Regions from separate parts of the Rattus norvegicus genome. Here region 2 is linked to region 1. Evidence: chromatin contacts called from public Hi-C data. All regions are on one chromosome and are shown on one strand. Each heading gives the region's core, a stretch centred on a gene start, on an enhancer-like site or on the middle of the called end of the contact. The rest is flanking DNA. Distances are from core to core; before and after follow the strand shown. Region 1 has its middle 7.7 kb from the start of Adamts6. Region 2 overlaps Adamts6 (ADAM metallopeptidase with thrombospondin type 1 motif, 6).

The links. Hi-C and Micro-C count contacts between places; a contact is called where the count stands out from the background.
Region 2: a contact with region 1 is called in a Hi-C map of frontal cortex, with 1.6 times the contacts expected there. The contact joins two enhancer-like sites. A contact is called at or near these places in 2 of 12 Hi-C or Micro-C datasets (the Rat2 cell line and frontal cortex).

What each region holds. Positions count from the first base shown.
Region 1 is chr2:37,145,698-37,149,401 of GRCr8, reverse strand. It overlaps a transcript of Cenpk not described here. Among named protein-coding and RNA genes, the nearest start is that of Adamts6, 7.7 kb to the left of the region's middle. Within about 2 kb of position 1,666, at least 84 of the 93 cell types and tissues checked have an H3K27ac peak or open chromatin away from gene starts, as enhancers often do.
Region 2 is chr2:37,340,661-37,344,434 of GRCr8, reverse strand. All of the region lies in intron 20 of Adamts6 (ADAM metallopeptidase with thrombospondin type 1 motif, 6), which reads right to left. Among named protein-coding and RNA genes, the nearest start is that of Adamts6, 190 kb to the right of the region's middle. Within about 2 kb of position 1,409, at least 15 of the 93 cell types and tissues checked have an H3K27ac peak or open chromatin away from gene starts, as enhancers often do.

The sequences.
Region 1 (3,704 bases), core at 417-2,916:
AGCCCATTTCCAGACAGCAGCGCTAAATCTATTTGGATAAAACGCGTGTGACCCAGACAGTTGGCATTTGGCCCAAACGCGTTGCACCAGCAGCTCAAATAAAAACAAGAGTAAGAAACTTACTCTCTTGTTCCCTCTCAGTGTGCTTTCTTACTCTGGCTTGCTCTCTTTGCCCCTAATACAAGTGGACAACTTATCAAAAACAGAAATTATAGCACATATTTTAAGAAAGATTTTCCAATACTTCTTCACTCTTGTTCTCTCTCCCAAATCACTGAATTTCAGTCTTATATACTATATATACAGACATACTCTGATAAACAAGGCTCCAGAGGGTTATGAGTCTAGCATGGCCCAAGTGGGCAAAAGTAAATCAAAACCACACGCTTTCATCTCTTTGATTAGCCTATTAAGAGCTTAACATATCCTAGAGCATCGGTGCTACAGCCAGCACAATACTGCTACCCTGAGAGCACAGGCATGAAATATGCACTTGTCTGAATACTAAAGACGCTGACATGAAACGGATTTTCAGAAGGCAATTGCATAAATCTGGAAATCGATTAAAAAACACACATCATCATTACCTTCTCCACCACTATCTGGTGACTAGTTAAAAGTCCACGATGATCATAATCAAGTCCACTTCACACAACATGTAAATTCATACAATAAGCGCGTATTTTCACATTATAAAATACCTGTAAGCCCCGGAATTCTACGTCCACGAGTAGTCTAGAGTTTAAAAGATTTCTATCTGTAATGTGAGTTTAGTCAAACTCACTTCTTGCCATAAAGCACGCACGCGCGCGTGCGCGCGCGCGCACAGCCACAGACACACACACACACACACACACACACACACACACAGAGGGGGAGGGAGGGGAAGAGAGAGGGAAGGGAGAGAGATCTAAGCGTTATTCAGAAGATAAGCAAAGCACAAGTTGTTGGGGTTTTTTTTTAAGGTTTCATTGAATATTGTGAAGTCTTCCTTACCGTTTTCATCTTCAAATTCTGATAAAAAGTAAGTTTCAAACAATAGAGATTTCACTGGACGGCTCACGTACTCCCTTTTCTCTTTTCTTTTTGCCCCCCGCCCCCTTGCAAAGCCACACCAGCCAGTTATTCTGCAGCCAGAATAAAACCCTATAGTCTCGCTAACTGGAGCTTTAGAGAAAGGACTTTCTGATTTGGCAGTTAAAAAAAAAAAAAAAGAAAGAAAGAAAAAAAGAAAGAAGGAAAAAGAAAAGAAAAAAATCCTTTCAATTCATCCAAGGCTATCAACCTGAGACGTGCTTTGCAACCCCCAACTCCCTCCCTCCCCCGCCCACCCACCCCCCCAAAAAAAGGAAAGGAAAAAAAAGAAAAAAGAGGGGAAAGGCTTATTGGGGGTGGAAGTGGTGCCCTCTCTTCCTGGACAGCTTAGTGCCTTTGCTATGCAAATAACATGTGCAGAGCATCAAAAGGTATCAGGAGAGAGAAGACAAGAGGAGCAGGAAGGGCAGGAAAAGTTTTGTTGAAGTAGCCCTCGAGCTCACTGCCGGCCCCAAGCCAACTTCAATTGCAGCAGAAGAAAATTTTGGCAGCTTTCCTCAGAGGCAGAACAAACTGACGTCAGTCTGCAGATGTGCCTGGGCTGCGTCGGGTGCGCATGTGTCCTGGGTCGTCACGTGGAGGGGGAGGGGAGGTAGAGGTACAATCGGGGTATCCAACTACCAGCCATTCAGAAGGGCTTAGACAATGTCAACTTTTCCACCCTGTGAATGAGAGAAACTCTGGCCCTCTAACCTCTCTCCCCTAACCCACCCCGCCTATTTCCTCCTCCTCTAACCTCTTGCGGAGTCTTGTCTGGTTTGTTATTACAGTTTCTTGGAAAAAGGAAAGGCACGGCGGGTGTTGGGGGGGGGGGTGCAGACGGGGATAGACTAATGTCACTGTTAGAATTTTTGGTATCATTCTCTGACTTTTGTTTGTTTTATTTTAATCTCTACAATAAATATTTAAAAGTTATTCATAAAATTTGTCATGTAAGGAGTCAGATCAGTAGAGCGAAATTTCAAGACTTAAAACGTGTACAAAACGACTGTGTGTTGAATGCATACTTCAACAAGTGAAAATACCACCACAAGAGTAAAAACTAAACGAAACTGAGACCTGCACATTTTCCATGTGATTATCGACTTCAGGTTATGTGAAACTATAAAAGGAAAAGGGGGTGGGGAGTGGTGCATTATTTCCAGATGAGAGCTAGATGGTGTTTTAAACTGCAACAGGGAAAGCCACAAAGTGAGGGCTTTTTTTTTTTCCTTGCTTGTTTGTTTGTAGTACACTGAATGAGAAACTTCAATGAGTGCTCAAAAGAAAATAAAGCCTAAATCAGCCCCCAAAAAAGGTTGGGGTGGGGGGACCGCGACGACACGGGAGTCCTGCTGAGATCTCAAGATAAACAAACAAAATGTCAGAACCGGTTCTTCTAGCTTTCCAATCCCACCTCCCCCTCCACATCAGCTGCCAGTTCAACCCTTAAAGATAAAATACGACCACGACCGGGCACTTTCACTTTCATTTACCAGGAGAAATCCCCTGGCATTTAACTGTAGAAAAAAAAATATTCCCACCGCTTTCCAAGTCCTAAGCAAGCAAACAATGTCTGGCGCAAGGATCGGAAACAGGAAGAAAATCGAAAATAGCTCAGGACAAATATTGCCTTTCAGCTGTGTAATCTGCTGCATCATTTATCCGTCTGTACCGTGGAGTGTAGGGTTGGGAGTTGGTTAAGGGTTGCCAAGGTTGGGGGAGGGGAAAATTGAGCCTTGAAATTCCAGTCTTTAATTAACACCCAGCCAATTTCCTATGGTCAGAACCAGAAAATGAAATTGGACCTGAGGGATGTAAATAAGGAGAAAGGCACGTTCTAAATACCAGTTCTTAAATTTCTAGCTTCTGTTAACGTTGTTGTTCTTTGATTTTTTTTTCCTTCCTATGCCAGAAGTGGTAGGTGTGATTGTTCTGGAAAACCTTGAATGGCTTAAGCAGGCATAGGTGAGAACCTAGAAGAATACATTTACTTCAATGATTTTTCAAGGGTTGGAAGGCCGTACATTTGCCCAGGGGCTAGCTCTCATTTTGACCTTAATCTTCGCTATCTGGCTCAGTGCATAGTAAAAGTGGAAATGTGTCCTGTGGATGGTACTGACAGTTCTAAATAAAGATGATTCATTGAGTTTCTCTCTCTCTCTCTCTCTCTCTCTCTCTCTCTCTCTCTCTCTCTCTCTCTCTCTCTCACTCTCCTCTCTCCTCTCTCTGCAAAATAGAGATTGCTAGACCTCATAGTAATACTAGTAAACACCAAAAAAATAAAGGTGGCACAGAGCTAGCTGTCTTTGCATAAAATCATCCTTTAAATATATGAGATTCAACTTTCCTTAATGTTACAAACACTGGTTTAAGACAAATATCGCCAGCACAGAAAAGTAAAATCAAGGCATCACTACCAATCACCTAGATAATATTGAGAAAAGCTTTTCCTCTCCGTTAAGTTCATTGGCCCTAGGAAGTAGCTGCATTGTAAAGTAGGTTTTTCAGTGAGAAGTAGACTTTGGCTAATTACTTATTCAAAGAGTGCCATCCTGCGTCTAAACAGAGTAATGAAAATTTTCTAATTTTCCTTGCCTCCTCCAAATGCTGGAACTAAGACTATAATG
Region 2 (3,774 bases), core at 160-2,659, 200 kb before region 1:
CCCTTCCTATCACAGAGGTGCACGAGGACACATCTAGAGCTGCTTATGGCCCTGTTACCCCTCCAACAGAGGAGCTGAGAAGGCCTGCTGATGTCTTTGCCCATGAGTCTAGTACACCTACCCTTACTCTTTCCTGAGCTTTGTGATATAAGCCTTATGCATTGAACGAAGTTAACTCAAGTTGAAGCTTATTATTTACCACCAGAATCTTTTTTTTCTTATTAACTTGAGTATTTCTTATATACATTTCAAGTGTTATTCCCTTTCCCGGTTTCCGGGCAAACATCCCCCTCCCCCCTCCTGTTCCTTATGGGTGTTCCCCTCCCAACCCTCCCCCCATTGCCGCCCTCCCCCCACAGTCTAGTTCACTGGGGGTTCAGTCTTAGCAGGACCCAGGGCTTCCCCTTCCACTGGTGCTCTTACTAGGATATGCATTGCTACCTATGAGGTCAGAGTCCAGGGTCAGTCCATGTATAGTCTTTATTACCACCAGAATCTTGACCAACATATATATTATTATATTCCCAATAAGTATTTCAAGGTAGATTGCTTTATTCTATAGAACAAACAAATAAACAAAACAAAAGAAAAACAAAAGGTGACTAAAAACTAAGATCGTGTGTTAGAAAAATAGTTCTCCGAAGTCATACAAGGAGCAACAAAGGGACAAAGACTTGAATCCCTGTCAACTGGTACTTCTACCGAATCTTATTTGTAACGTGGTAGAAAACAGAGTATATGTCACAGGATACTGACTTCCATCTACGATTACAAGCCATGCAGTTGTTATGCGTATGTTCTTGGGTATGAAACTACCCAGAGAGAGGAGTGGGAAAAGCTTACGAACCAATCCTCACTATTTTTTTGATCAAAAGTCCACCATGCAGGAAAGGCAATATGCAGAGACATCAGAGTGTCAGCATCCTAATGGAAGACTATATTTAGCCCACCAAGTCAAAATGGCTTTTGTTCAAGATTATTTGTCTTACTACTATTTTATAAGGAAAATGGCATTTATAAATATCATAATCAACTTTGAACTTAAAATATATTTCCCAATTTGAAGAATTTTTTCTTAAAATTTATTTTTAAAATTATAATTTAATGTTGAGTTAAAAAATTGATAGTGCCATATTTTTCTGATAAGTCATTTTCCAAAGGAGATTTAAAGTGTTTCCTGTGTTCTTTTCTTTCTTTTTCCCACAAATGAACATGATCCCAACTTGTTAATGCCATATTTGGTAAGGAGAAAAGTGTGTACTGATTAATCACTTGCATGCCAGCCACATTCAATCTGCAACAGTGATTTCGTCACCAAGATCAGGGAATAAAGCAGAAATGTGAATGACTCAGCCACAGAAAGCTCAGTCATACTGCTCCCAGCCATGATCTCATCAGGCCTCAGAATGTAACAGGGATGGAGACCTTCAAACGTACACCCCGGTGCTCATGGCAGCATGACTCGGGCAGCACTGCTGTTCTTTAGAGCACAGGCCTGGGACACTCCTATAGTTTTAGTATTTATTTATTTTTATTATTCTCTGTCACTCTTTTATGGTCAAGTATTTCCTCAGGCACTTAGTCTACTCATCAACTTAGAAAACATGGAAGTAAATTATTAACTAGTCACACTGCCAACTTCTTTCCTGACTGTAATCACAAGCTTCACATTTCACAGCTCCTGTTTTAGCCGTAGCATGCATCACATTCTCCCTACCTATGTCTCTGAAAGCTTATTCATGGCCTAGTGATGGAAGTAAATGTTGCAACCTCAATATTGTGTGTGTCTCAGTCTCCCTGTCCTCTGTCTAACTTAGAATTACTGCTTCCTTCTTTTCCTTCCTTACATGTCTGACGCACTGATGGCCTTCCTTTTGTTTTCTGTATTCTCGCCTTTAGATTCTGTAATAAAATATTCTGGGAATATCAGCTGTTGGGTCGTTACCCTGAGACATCTTAGAGTTGGCTCTTTCTGAGCTCTTTTCAAGGTCTAGTCATTTTTTGTTTGTTTGCTCTGAGACAGGATCTAACTATGTAGACCAGGTTGGCCTTGAGCTTAGTGAGATCTGCCCGCCTTTGCCTCTCAAGGGTTGGAATTAAAGTGTGCGCTACCATGTCTGGCCTCTTCTCAACATCTAGTGATCAAAATGTCTACTATCCATTAGGGCTAAAATCAGTAGTATTCATGTATGGAGGTTTGTTTACTCTTGTTGGTTCATTTGTTTTTGTCAGACAAGATCTCATTCTGTAGCTCAGATTGATTTGGAACTCACTATGAATCCTATGGTGGCCTTGAACTGCCAACAATCCTGCTTCAGCCTTCCAAGCATTGAGACTACAGGCATATACTACAACAGGATTAATGTTTGAACATCTGAAAACAGAGTGACTTGTGTCCTGTATAATCAGATCTCATTCTATTATAATGCTTATAATTAAGAAAATAATACATGGAGGATGGGAAAAGAGATGAACTACATAAAATTTTGATCTAAAGTTGATAAAACCAGACATTTTTGAAGAATTCCTCATAAAACCAGATTTTTTTGTATTATAATTTAAAGGAAAATGGTATAGCAAAAAAGTGAACTTATTAGTTATATTAAAAAAACAGTTTTGAACTATGTATTCAATATCCAGCATTTGTGGGGATGGGAAAGACAAAGGATTTCCACCCTTTATTTCACTATCAAGTCTAACCACTTTTTATTCCCTATATAAATGCATCACAAAATTAAGAAAATCTTCAGAATTTGGCAGTGTCTTCCTTAATCAATTTGGCATTATCATCTTTCATCAACAAGAGACAAGTATTTATATAACCTATTATTTACTTACAATATGCTGTAATTTTCTTAGGTTTAAAAAGCTTATTTAATAATTGGAAAGTAAAACTAAGATTGCATAGAACCATATACTATAAGCAGTCTATAGGCAAAGAATTTTCTTAATTTTTGAATAGCAATATAATAAGCATCTTTTAAATTGTGCCAATTAGAAATGCTTTGATGAGGGAAACAAAGCTAGACACATAAGTGCCACTAGACATTTGGTTTGTAACTTAGAATGCTGGTGATGTCTGGTGTAATGGGAAAAACATCAGAGATGAAAATTCTCATCTGTGAAATGACGAGAGTTGGCTAAGATTAATTCTATGATTCTTCCTAGTCTTAAATTTCATAGTTTTATAGAGAATGCTTGTGAGTCTTTTTCTAAACTTAAAATAACACATTATAATTGTTCATGGATGAGGTCCAATGACTCAAAATAATTGTCAAACATAAAATTGTTAAACCATAAAAGATTCTATCAAGTAAAACCTAGCCCCTGGATGAAAATGCATCTCTTAACGGAGCCTAGTAGCATAGGGTTATCATCTCAGCTAGTTGGCAAACTAGAGCAGGAGGTTGCTGGAGAAGCACAGTGAGTCCAAGGCTAGCATGGGCAACTTAATAAGATCACATTTAAAAATAGAATGCAAAAGTTAAAAACGGCTTACAATAGGACTCAGTGGAGAGCACCTGGCTGACATGCACTCGTCCCTGGGTTCAGTCCTTTGTACAAACAAACACATTCTTCCTACTCCAGGCTTTCTTTTACATGGTTGTTTATAATTCTCTTACTGCAATGTATGTGATAGTGACTTCATATCTGTTTGCTCAGATAGTCTTGAAGAAACCAAACAAATAGTGTTGTGCATATTTTATTGATTAATTGATGTTTTAAAATTCTGGTTTCAGTATTACTACAATGTATCGGCTTTTGTTTTTATTT